Regions from separate parts of the Mus musculus genome. Here region 1 is linked to region 2. The links are chromatin contacts, called in public Hi-C maps. All regions are on one chromosome and are shown on one strand. The core of a region is the stretch at or near the end of the contact, and the rest is flanking DNA. Distances in the headings are between cores, read along the strand shown.

Evidence for each region. A called contact is a pair of places that touch in the nucleus more often than the background predicts.
Region 1: a Hi-C map of Sertoli cells shows a contact between it and region 2, with 2.9 times the contacts expected there. The contact joins two enhancer-like sites. A contact is called at or near these places in 1 of 39 promoter capture datasets (liver), 1 of 15 datasets of contacts at CTCF or cohesin (the NIH/3T3 cell line), 17 of 484 Hi-C or Micro-C datasets (the AML12 cell line, the HPC-5 cell line, the MNK3 cell line and 13 more) and 17 of 115 datasets of contacts at active chromatin or transcription factors (the 230-238 cell line, the HPC-7 cell line, bone marrow-derived macrophages and 10 more).

What each region holds. Positions count from the first base shown.
Region 1 is chr10:99,470,591-99,476,292 of GRCm38.p6, reverse strand. The region is part of intron 1 of Gm34983 (a long non-coding RNA gene); the gene reads right to left. Among named protein-coding and RNA genes, the nearest start is that of Gm35035, 13 kb to the right of the region's middle. Within about 2 kb of position 3,257, at least 11 of the 459 cell types and tissues checked have an H3K27ac peak or open chromatin away from gene starts, as enhancers often do. A contact at or near this core is called in Sertoli cells and heart atrium, where this site is marked.
Region 2 is chr10:99,281,522-99,287,310 of GRCm38.p6, reverse strand. No RefSeq gene overlaps it. Among named protein-coding and RNA genes, the nearest start is that of Gm34921, 14 kb to the right of the region's middle. Within about 2 kb of position 2,285, at least 84 of the 459 cell types and tissues checked have an H3K27ac peak or open chromatin away from gene starts, as enhancers often do. A contact at or near this core is called in Sertoli cells and heart atrium, where this site is marked.

The DNA of each region.
Region 1 (5,702 bases), core at 2,008-4,507, 190 kb before region 2:
TCCATAACTGTCCCTGTCTCCCTGGTCCGCCTCAGATAGGAATTATCTCCAAGGATTCATCTCCTTGAATTCTCCCTGCTCTGTTTGTTTTCCACTTGACATCACACATAATGTTTTTCTCTCCTAGTCACCACACAAAATATCATCCCATTACTATTGCATTTCAAAATCAGCGAGATGCCCTATTTTTAATAATAATCTTAATTATCAGTGATAATTACAATCTGTTGCAAAATGAGTCCAAAAACTCAAGACATCCCGATAATTTATAGTAACTCGTTCTGATCACAATGAGCCAAGATACAGTTTTTAAATATACATTTTTCTTTACGATTTATTTTTTAGATGTATTTATTTATTTGTTTGTTACTTATTTATGTATATGGATTGTGTGTGTATATTGGCATACCAGAAGAGGGCATTGGGTCCCCTGAGACTACAGCTATCGATGGTTGTGAACCATCATGCAGGTGCTGGAAATTGGACTGAGGACCTGTGGATGAGCATCCAGTACTATTAACGACTGAGTCATCTCTCCAACCCTCCCTTAAGGTATATTTTTAAAACATCTCTTTTATTAAAGAGATAGAATCAAAGGTGTGGTAAACATTTAATAAACACAAAAGGTATCTTTGAAAATATGTTGGATTTTTTTTACACTTGTTTATTTATGTATGCATTTGAGACAAGGTCTTGCTACGGAGCCAACATGGATGGAAATCATGGTCCTGCTGCTTCGTGCAGTTTGCCAAATTCTGAGGTGACATGGATAACCCGCCACATTCTGTTTGAATCCCATGAAGAAGACAAAATAAAATCGCTTCTCAGAGAAGTCCCCACCAACCGAGAGCGTGAGTGGAATAATCCAGTTCCAACCATGCACATCCACAGGCTGGCAAGTGGGGGTCGGGGGGGGGGGGCGGTCGGGGCAGGCTAGCAAGCGGGGGATGGGGGGGGGGGAGATGCTTCACGTAAGGAAGACGTAGCCAGGCTGCACATCATGTGACTTGCCTACACTAAAAGCAGACCTTGGCGAATACTGTGCCGCAATAATATAATTCCGGAAGGAAAAAGTCACCCGTCAATAATCACCAATAAATGTTCCTTTTCCTGAAGTGCAGAGTTCCATACTAAACAGTATGAACTAAGGAATTGAGAAGTCACAGCCTTTCCATTGCCTGAAACCCCAATTTAAGTCTCTCAAATCACGAAGCAAAACAGGGTTATTCTATGCCCCGCTCCCGCCTCCAAGTTCAACAGGAAGTGCCAAAGAAAAATCTGTTCTTAGAAGACTGGGCAACCAGAAGCTAAAGGATTTCCATTAAACTGTAGCAAATAGGACTGTTCCCCTGAGATTTCTAACCTAATTAGTCAGGCGAAAGCACCTTTCAGATATCTTTCTGCTCATGTGTTTAGAGATGATTTTAACAAAAAAAAAGAAAGAAAAAAGAAAAGAAACTGAACGTATTTCTCCGGCTGCTATCTATGGAACACAGCCTGTGCCACTTGAGGTAGGAGTCTAACAAAAGCAGACTGGGATGAAAATTAGAGTCCTCAGCAATGCAGACGTTGCCAGGCAGCTCTGGCTTAAAATAGTAATGGCTCGCTGCTCCATCGCTAGCTGACCCTCGATAGAGTGGGTCAAGTGTAGACGCAGGAAGGAATGACACTAGTTTAATCAAATGGATTTTTTTAAAAAGATTTATTTATGTCATTTATATGAGTACACTGTAGCTGTCTTCAGACACACCAGAAGAGGGCATCAGATCCCGTTACAGATGGTTGTGAGCCACCATGTGGTTGCTGGGAATTGAACTCAGGACCTCTGAAAGCGCAAGCAGCCAGTGCTCTTAACCGCTGAGCCACTTCCCCAGCCCACTGAATGGGATTTTCAATAATAACAAGTGAATCCTGGACCACAGTCAGTTACGTCACATGAAAAAGAGATGTTGAATGTTGAACACGCTTTGCTCCGAGGTGCCAACTCAAACTGCCTTCCAAACAGCTAAGCCCAGTTCAGCCTATTGGATAAGGTGTGATCTCATCTGGATGTTGGTCTCAGCGTTTGTGTTTGTGTTTTTATTACACCATATAAGCTGCACACACACGCATACACACAAATACGTATAAAAATTTAAGTAACTAAGTAAACGGTGCATCCCAAGCCAAGAAGTAGAGCACACTAGCCCCGAAGTCTCCTTTCCCATCGCTATTTGAGCTGGCCACGTTCTCCATCTTCTTCATCAGTGGTAATGGTATAGTTATACACACATTCCGGCACAATCGTTTCCTCTTACTCATTTCCATTTCCTCAGAACAGAAACGCGGTGCAGGCAGATTGTAGAGTATGACTTCTCTGTCTAACTGTAAGGACACTCAGCGATGTTGCCTGTGATTGTCATGCATTTACTTACATTACTGATCAATATTCTAAAGTCTTTCCAGTACACACAGATGGAGTGCATTGTACAAACATGACTTGTGATGTTTTTATCCTGGAAGTGATGGAGCTCTGTTTGTGTGTGTGTGTGTGTGTGTGTGTGTGTGTGTGTGTGTGTGTGTGTGTGTGTGTTTCCTTTGGTATGATCATATATCCAAAAACTAGAGAATCTAGTCATTTCATGCTTATAGTTACAAATTTTCCTCCAATTTTTAATTGAGGTATCCCATATCTTCTTGTATCTTCTGGTCTGTATCATTTCCTAGTCAGTATCTCCCTGGCTGGTGTTTTGGACATCCTGCTCCCGTGTGCATTTCCTGGTCCATTTGGACTTACTTCACTGTGGTGATGATCAAACCCTATCAGTTCTGCTTCCGTTCTTATCAGTCACTTACACAGCCCGCAAAGGCTGGGATGCCTTTTTTATTAAATCTACTGCTTAATGTTATAAAGAGAGATTTTTACAATCCAGGCCTGTATCTACTCCTTAAACGCATTAATGATGAATTTACACCAGAATAAAAGATGAAACTTGAGCTCTTCCTGCCACAAAATAGAAACAGTTTAGCTCAGAAATTCAAGGCCTAGGCTCCATCAATGCAGGCATTATGATCTCTTAACATATTGAATTGCTTTCTATTTTCTGAATGTAGTTGCAGACTTTGATATTGCAGCTAACACTAGGATTCTCTCGTCCCCTAACTGAAAGAGCCCTAAAATTACAGAGGGAGAAAGATGCAAGATGTTACTATGTTTCTTTCAGAGGCATTCTTCAACTATTTACCCAACATGCCCCAAGGTCAAGGGCAAGCTACACTGTCACTGAGAAAAAGCCTTTTCTCATAGAATCTCTGACCTGCAGGAATGCGGCCTGTTCTGAGAAGTCCTGGGTGTGCCCAGCAGAGAATCTCCCTCCCTTCTCTGGGCGCTGATCTTTTAAGCCTTTTGGGTCCTTTGGCTTGTGGCTGTAATCTGTCTGTTTTCATTGTCTTTCCATTACAAAGCAAAAGGAAAATCAAATACGTAGAAATACTGTTATAGAAAGGTCAATAGACTACTTACATTTTTCAGATATAAACAAATAAAAATGTGCATTTATTTCTTTCTTAAATCCACAGGTAGAATTCTGAAAGTAACCTGGCAGCCAGCCAGTCTAGACAATCAGTGAGTTCCTGATTCTGTGAAAGACTGTCTCAAAAAAGGAGAGAATGACGGAGGAAGACAGTTGCCCTTTGCCCTTGACTTGCACACATTGCCAAATGCACATGTGCAGATGCATATGAACAATCATGCCAATTATGCACATATATACAAGGCGGGAGGAGGGAAGGAGAGAGGTGGTTAAGTCCTGCAAATACTTTTTTTTTTCTCTTTGAGAAAGGATCTTGGAAAAGTCGGGGCTACAGACCATCGCCACCCCATAGCTTTTACGTGGGTGCTAGGAATACGAACTTACATCATCAGGTTTGATGACTGTGTGTCAGGTACTCAATGATTGAAGCACATTTTCCAATTCCAAGCATCCTTCTTTAAGCGCAGAACTACAAAGGTCATACAAAGATGAGAGCAGCCAAAGGCAATATTGGAAAGGAATTGTTCAAAAGCCAGACCTTCCCAGGGATTTCCGTTTTAATTCTCTTCTTGCTACCACAGCTGCTGTTATTGTCAAAATGAATACCAGGGAAGCACAAAGTGTATAAATGAAAGAAGTCCTGTGAGGTATGATATAAAAACAGCAATTGTTACTGAGGGAAAAATAAAGCCAACTGTTTAGCTGAACGGGATGATGCATTTAGTCAGAACAGTGCTGCAGGGAGACAGCCTAGGGTCTTCAAGAAGCACTTTAGGGAGGTTTAATTGTCTGGAGTGCATTGACACATGTACACTCTCAGAGGTGTCTGTATGGGGACGATTTCCTAATGGATAGCTGCATCTATATCCCTAACAAACATCTGTGACAACAAAAACATTGTCTTTTTTTTTTCCTTTTTGGTTTGTGTTTGTTTTTGTTTGGCTTTGGAGACCAGTTTTCTTTGTGTGGATCTGGCTGTCCCTGAACCCCCCAGGCTGGCCTCAAACTCAGAAATCTGCCTGCCTCCGCCTCCAAAATCCTGGGATTAAAAGCATATGCGTCTACCACCAGGCTGACAAAACATTTTCAGTTGTGCACCATAGTGAATTACTGTGTTCTCTTTGCCTTTATATCTGTCTCATATTTTACAGGATAGCTAGTGAAACATTATACTCCTAGCCTAAAGTGAATATTTGTTGAGTGAATACATAAACTCAGTAGCCTAAATTTTATCCCATTTTGAAGATTTAATTTGAATGGGAGTACATACCTGTGGTTTTTAAAAAAGAAAAGCCATAAAAAACTTCTAGGGCTGTAGGCTAAAGCTTTGTAGGCAAGAAACGGTTTGAATGAAGTATAAAATAAGATGTTTGTTTTTCTGGTTTTCCAGTAATTGCTGTGGCCCTGTATTAACAGTGTTAGTGTAATGTATACTCTGCTATCCTCACACTGGTGACCAGATCATCAAGTCTGATGAGTCCCCCAGGGAAGATGTTAATTTATTCAAGTTTACTTGACTTGGAAGAAATGTTCTCATTTCCCCTAATGTGACAATAAGTTATGTCCTTCTCTGCCATAGACTCTCAGGTAGCGTGGGTACCCAATACGGTGAAGTTTTAAACTTTATTAAATTATTTTATTCTTATATGTCTATCTATGTCTATATGTCTTATATGTCTATACAAACCATCTGTGATGGTTTGTATGTGCTTAGCCCAGGGAGTGGCACTTTTAGAAGGTGTGGCCCTGTGGAGTAGATGTGGCCTTGTTGGAGTAGGTATGTCACTGTGGGTGTGGGCTTTAAGACCCTCATTCTACCTGCCTAGAAGTCAGTATTCTGCTAGCAGCCTTCAGATGAAGATATAGAACTCTCAGCTCCTCCTGCACCATGCTTGCCTGGACAATGATATGTTCCTGCCTTGAAGATAATGGACTGAACCTCTGAACCTGTAAGCCAGCCCCCATCAAATGTTGGAGATATATATATCGCCTTGGTCATGTCTGTTCACAGCAGTAAAACCCTAAGACACCATCTAATTGTGATCTCAGAACTTGGTAGTGGGTCCTGTGTTCTCCCACTGTGCACAGAAGCCAGCAAAGACATATGCCCATATAATCTGAATTTGTGGGTGCTATAGGCATTCACATTATGGTTGATAGCTATCTGTGTCTGAAAGTTCATATGCAAAA
Region 2 (5,789 bases), core at 1,036-3,535:
AAGATGAACAGTAAAATCCATGCTAAGGTCTTCTTTACTTAGATCTCCGGGAAATGGCAAATTGAAACCACCGTTGCAGGTTGAAGGTGAGGCTGGGGAGAGAAAGGAAGCGCCGTATGTTCCCTGCCTTTTAACCGTGTCTTCTTTCCCGCTGTTTGAACAAGAGGCGCTGGATTCTATTTTCAAAGTGGGCCACGCAAGTTAGGTATCCGCCCCTGGTGAGGAACGAACGAGGTCAAAACTGGGCCGTAGCTCAGCGGGATACAGACATTTGTCTGGCCGTTCCTTTTGACACCAGCATCCCACGCTCAATGCCCTCCGAGCGAATCTTATCTCCCTCTGGATTAAAGCCAAAATTCTCACCGTGCTTCTGCCTCTCCAACACCTCCCCTGCTCACCCGCCTTCCCTCCTCCGTGGCTCTGGCCAGGCTACCCTAAGTCATTTCTTCTAATCTGCTATGCATTCCCCTACCCCGGGGCACCCTTCCTGAAAGCAGCTTTGACCCCACCCACCCACCCTACCTATCCCCTTATCCTATTCACTTTGAATAGGATAAGGGGACCTCCACATCTCTTAATCTAGGGTAACCCCTCTCTTCTCGCTTTTCATTTCCATGCATATTGTAACTTCCCGCTTATTCTAGATCTCCTCCGCAGGAATGGAGCGCTGTGAAAATTTTGTTCTATTTTGCTCACTTCTCCCTACTCAAAACTAGGTCAGTACAAATACCCACTAATGAAGCCAACATACTTTATAAAGTATGAAGTCACTTAGATTGAGATAAGGAAAGCCTACTTAATATGAGACATAAATCTGAATGAGCTTTCAGACGACAAAATTATCTCTCACTGGGATCCACAAATGGGGCCTGATGTCCAAAAGTCAGGAAGTATTTTGTTTAAGGAAATCCACCCAAACAGGGCGCCAAGGAGCCTGTGGCTGGGAGAGGGGAAGCGGATTCTGCCTTTAATGAGCGCCATCACGAGCAATAACTAGGAACTAAAGCCTCCAGTTCTTCGGTTGCAAAGTGGACATGATATAATAATACCTGCCCTTCTCTCTCGCACCTTCTTCTGGGTGCAATACATGAGATTATAAATGCACACCTCTCTTTTTTTTTTCCAGTGCTGAAATATTAAGGAAATCTTTGCCCTGATCATTAAGGCAACAGTTGGCCCCGGGTAGGGGAACGGGCCAGCAGGGCTTGGGGCCATTAGCTAAGACTGGTGTTTGGAGAGAAAGCAATGAAAAGCCTCACAGCAGATGTGGATACTCGCTGGTCTCTCACTTGGTGACCCCCATACATCTCCCAGGCGACATGAATGTTACTGGGCCCAATTAGCATTACCCTTTCACATAACATTCAAATTCCTGGACTTCCGAGGGCAGCCGGCCATGGCCATATAAGGGAGGAACGGAAAAGCACAGATAAGAGGAAAGGAATGGAGAAAGCAAAAGGTTACAGGGGGCGGGGGAAGGAGGGTTTTACATTCCCCCACACAAAGAACAAGATGTTGCCCCAAATTCTGTTTTCTGGAGGGAAAGAATTAACAAAAGAACTTCTACCAAGAGGCAGGCCATTCTCTGTGCCACTACGAGCATGTGTGGTGGGGTCTAGTTGCTATTACTATGGCTAATTTGTTTCTACTTACAGGGTATGTTGTTGTGTGGTTTTCTTCTCTTGTTCAGTTCATCTTTCACGGCCTCTGCCATTTTCACTATGCACAGTTAGTCATACCAAATCCACTTTATGCCCTAAAAACGTATCCCTGCCTTGACACAAAGCAGAGCTCTGTACATCAGGGCTCTTGCCTCCACCAAAATAGATTTCTACAATTCATTTTCATGCTGACAATGTGCATGCAAAGACAGGAAGGCACAGAAAATCAAATTGCTCAAGATTTTAAGTCAGGAAGAAGAATCATTTTAAGCACCCCCCATCCCTCTCCAGACCCCCACCCCCACCCCCACCCCCACTAACGTTTCTGGTAATTTAAAGGCTCCAGAAAACTTAAGCAGAACACTTCTCAAATAAAAATAAAAATGCTTTGACGTGTACCAACAAAGGGAGGGAGAAAGGGTGTCAAAAGTGGGCCGGCTGACAGCTCTCCTGACAAGGAAACCCTGAACCCTATTTTTAAACCTATCTGTGTAATTTAGGAGAGAAGTCACCATGTCTCCTGATAAAGCCTTTGGAGGCGGCTGGAGGATAAGTGTGCGGTTCTGAGAAAGGCAGCGCCGCCCACACTGAGAAGGCAGAGCCTCGCTCGAGCTTCTGTCTTTTAGCAGAACCAAAAAGAAAGAAAGAAAAGTGCATTTCCTGGGGGTGCGGCAGGAGGGGACAGGAAGATGGAAGCAACTACCAAAAGAAAAAAGACACAGAAGGCCCCAGATCTGAAAATGGGGTAAGCACCCACCCCCACCCCACCCCACCCCCACATCATTACTGATAACAAGTCAAAGACGAGCACCTCGAGGGGATTAGGTGAATGGCATGGAGAGAATTTGCTCATGACTCAAGGCCTATGGAGTACCGTTATTTCAAGTAACTCCATGGAGAGGTGGGACAGATAGGGGAGCTGCTTCGCCTCCGTGTAACAGTGAGGAGGAGCAGAAATAAGGAGGCGAGATGATTTGGTACAGGGATGAGGGCGGCCCTTAACTCCCAGCTGTTTGCAATGGAGCTGATGATGCTGTACCTTTTGAGTATTGCCATTAAATAACAGTGCCAAGTAAGCGTTCCTTAACACCACCATAGTGAAAGGCTTGTCCCGAGGTCCATGAGACCTTGAGTCTGTGAAGAAGGTAGCCACCAAACAAGGCACTAGACACAGTGTCTTGCGGGGGTGTGGAGAACAAAGAAATAAGTGGGCTTCCTGCCTCCTTCAGCTTCTGATTAGACTAATACCTGGTCTCGACTTGTAAGCTGACTATGACCAGTCTACGCTCCTCAACCCCCAACCCCCTCTACTGGCATGCACATTAGTGCGCGCATGCGCAAGAGCGCAAACACGCCCCAGGCTATAGCCAAGAGCACAGCAGCCAGCTCTGGATGGTTGACCCTGACACAGGCCCCAAAGGGCAATGATGTGACCGAATGAATGGAGTCTCTTATTAAAAATTAATTTCTGTCAAGCCAGATTACATGTGAACACAGCCTCTTTGTGATCGCCACCGTGATTTCTGGAAACAAACATAGGCCCTACTGTTGCCAAAAGCAAGGCCAGCTTAGGACAGTCTTGAGTCTTGATTGGCCAACACAGCAACAGGTTCCCCAAGGCTCACAAAGGCATTTGTCCCGTGGAGGACAGAGAGCTGCCTCTTCTATTTCTCCTCCTGCCCTGCACCCACTGCCTAGTTAGAGACTGCAAAGCTTGCTTCAGAGTGGTCTTGTCGCCTGAGAGCTTAAGCTTTCCCCTGAGAAGACAGAAGGATCATAGCATCATTGCCCTAAGTTCAGGGCTGACACTGGGGAAACAAAAGAGATAGCATGTGTAGCCCTTGAAATGCAGAAGGCAGGCCCTGCAAGGACAATTATTCTGTCTCCTACCACCCCACTCCTGGGCACCTTACCTGGGACATTAGCTTCTGTAAAGTTGCTCCTCAGTTTAGCCCATTAGACCCAGAGTGGTGTGAGCAGTTTAACGTGTTATTTTCTTGTGGCACAGGGTGGAAGGAAACAGAGATCTGGGATTAAAACACTGTCGAGCAAATGCACAGATCTCATGCATCCATAAATGCAATCTTTGATTTCTCCATTACATCTTTGACATCTTCTATCATGAGAGTAAGAAGGGAGAGTTAGGGGGGGCAGGGTGCAATTCTTGGTGTTGCTATACCTTAATATAGTGGCAGTATTGGTGAGTTTGATCTGGCATCCTTGATATAGCATCATATGATCTTTTGTGAATGGCGAGAACCTCAGCATTTGTAATTTGTGCTAACTCTTCTGGCTGAGAAGGAATAAGAAGGCCCAGTGTGTGTGCGTCCATCTAAAAGAAGGTAACCAGAGGGATTTGTGAATATAATCATAGTTGCGTAGAAATATATACATATCCTTGTTAGTTTTGAGAGTGAGGATAGAATTTGGGTAGAGTTGCCCACACCCATCATCACCTTAGCACTTGGGGAACTGAACCAAAAGGATTGCTGTGAGTTTGAGACTACCCTGCTACCCTGCATAATAGGCAGACTATTAAAATCTAGTGTGTGTGTGTGTGTGTGTGTATATATATACATATATATGTATATATATACACGTATATATACGTATATATATACGTATATATATACATATACATATATATACAAGGCTCAGAGATTATCATGGAAGAGATGCTTGAAGATTGTAGGAGCCAGAGGTAAGGAACAGCTGCTGCGAAACAGCGTTTCTCAGACACAATAGGGTCCACGTATAATACGTGAACTCACAGTGAGATGCAAAAGACCTCCATAAAAGCAAGCCAGCCAAAATTCTAGCATGAGCAGTAGAAGGCTCATGAAGTATGATTTCCCCTAACTGAGGAGCCATTGGCAACTGATGGCTGCCAGGGGAGAGACAGTTTTCTCCATATACCACCTAGTTTCCTGTGGTCCTATGCTGGTGTACATCCTGGCAGTACTAGGTGGACTGGGTGGGGATGTGGGAGGAACTGGAAGGAATAGAGTGTGGAAATGGAATATGGAAAACACATATTTGAGTATGAAATTATCAAACAATAAATAGAAAAATGGCATGAACTCTAACACCCACCAGGAATATATGGATATTTATTTATAGACCACTGTACCATATATTACAGAACGTATTTTTTTTTTTGAAAGCCCAAGACCTGGCCATCAAGATATGGCTAAGCCACAAAATAATTCTATTTTAAAATGTCAAAATTACACAGAGCATATGCATAAACCACAAGAAAGGTAAATTGGAAATCAATGATGAAATGTATATAGGATCTACTTCCAAATACTGGTAATATTGCATAAGACCTAGAAAAAAATTGTCAGAGAAATAAGAAGATATACTGAGCTGAATGATAATGCCAGAGGAGTCCCTGCTTTGCTCTGTGTTTCCATTGCTGCTGCTGAAGTACCATGGCCCAAAGCAAGTTGGGGCAAAAAGAGTTTATTTTACTTATACTTCCACATCACAATCCATCACAGAAGGAAGTCAGGGCAGGGACTTGAGACGGGAATCAAAGCAGAAGCTATGAAGGAGTGATGCTTATTGGCTCGCTCAACCTGCTTTTTTAAATACCACAGGACTACCTGCCCAGAGATGGAACCACCCACCAGGAGTTGGGATCTCCCACATCAAGTATCAGTCAAGAACACGCCCCACAGACATGCATACTGATCCATCCTATGGTAGCTTTTAAAAATTATTATGAGGATCCCTTCTTCCAAGGTGACCCTATCTGGTGTCTAGTTGAAAGAAAAACGAGCCAGTTCCTCCCGAGTCTATCCCACTCGGCAGAACAGCATCTCACACGGATGAAAGGGACATCTAGAGCTTCCCATGCAGAACACAGAAAAAGGAAAACTGAAAAATTAAAGATCCAATATTCCTACATCTGAAATAAACAAAACAGAACAAGATGACAACAACAAAACTGAGTTGGCTAGTGGTGGCAAACACCTTTAATCCCAACAGGAGAGAGGCATGTGAATCTCTGAGAGTTCAAGGCCAGCTGTGGTCATAACGTGAGTTCTAGGACAGCCAGACAAAACATTTCTTTAAAATAAATAGATAGACGATAGATAGATAGATAGATAGATAGATAGATAG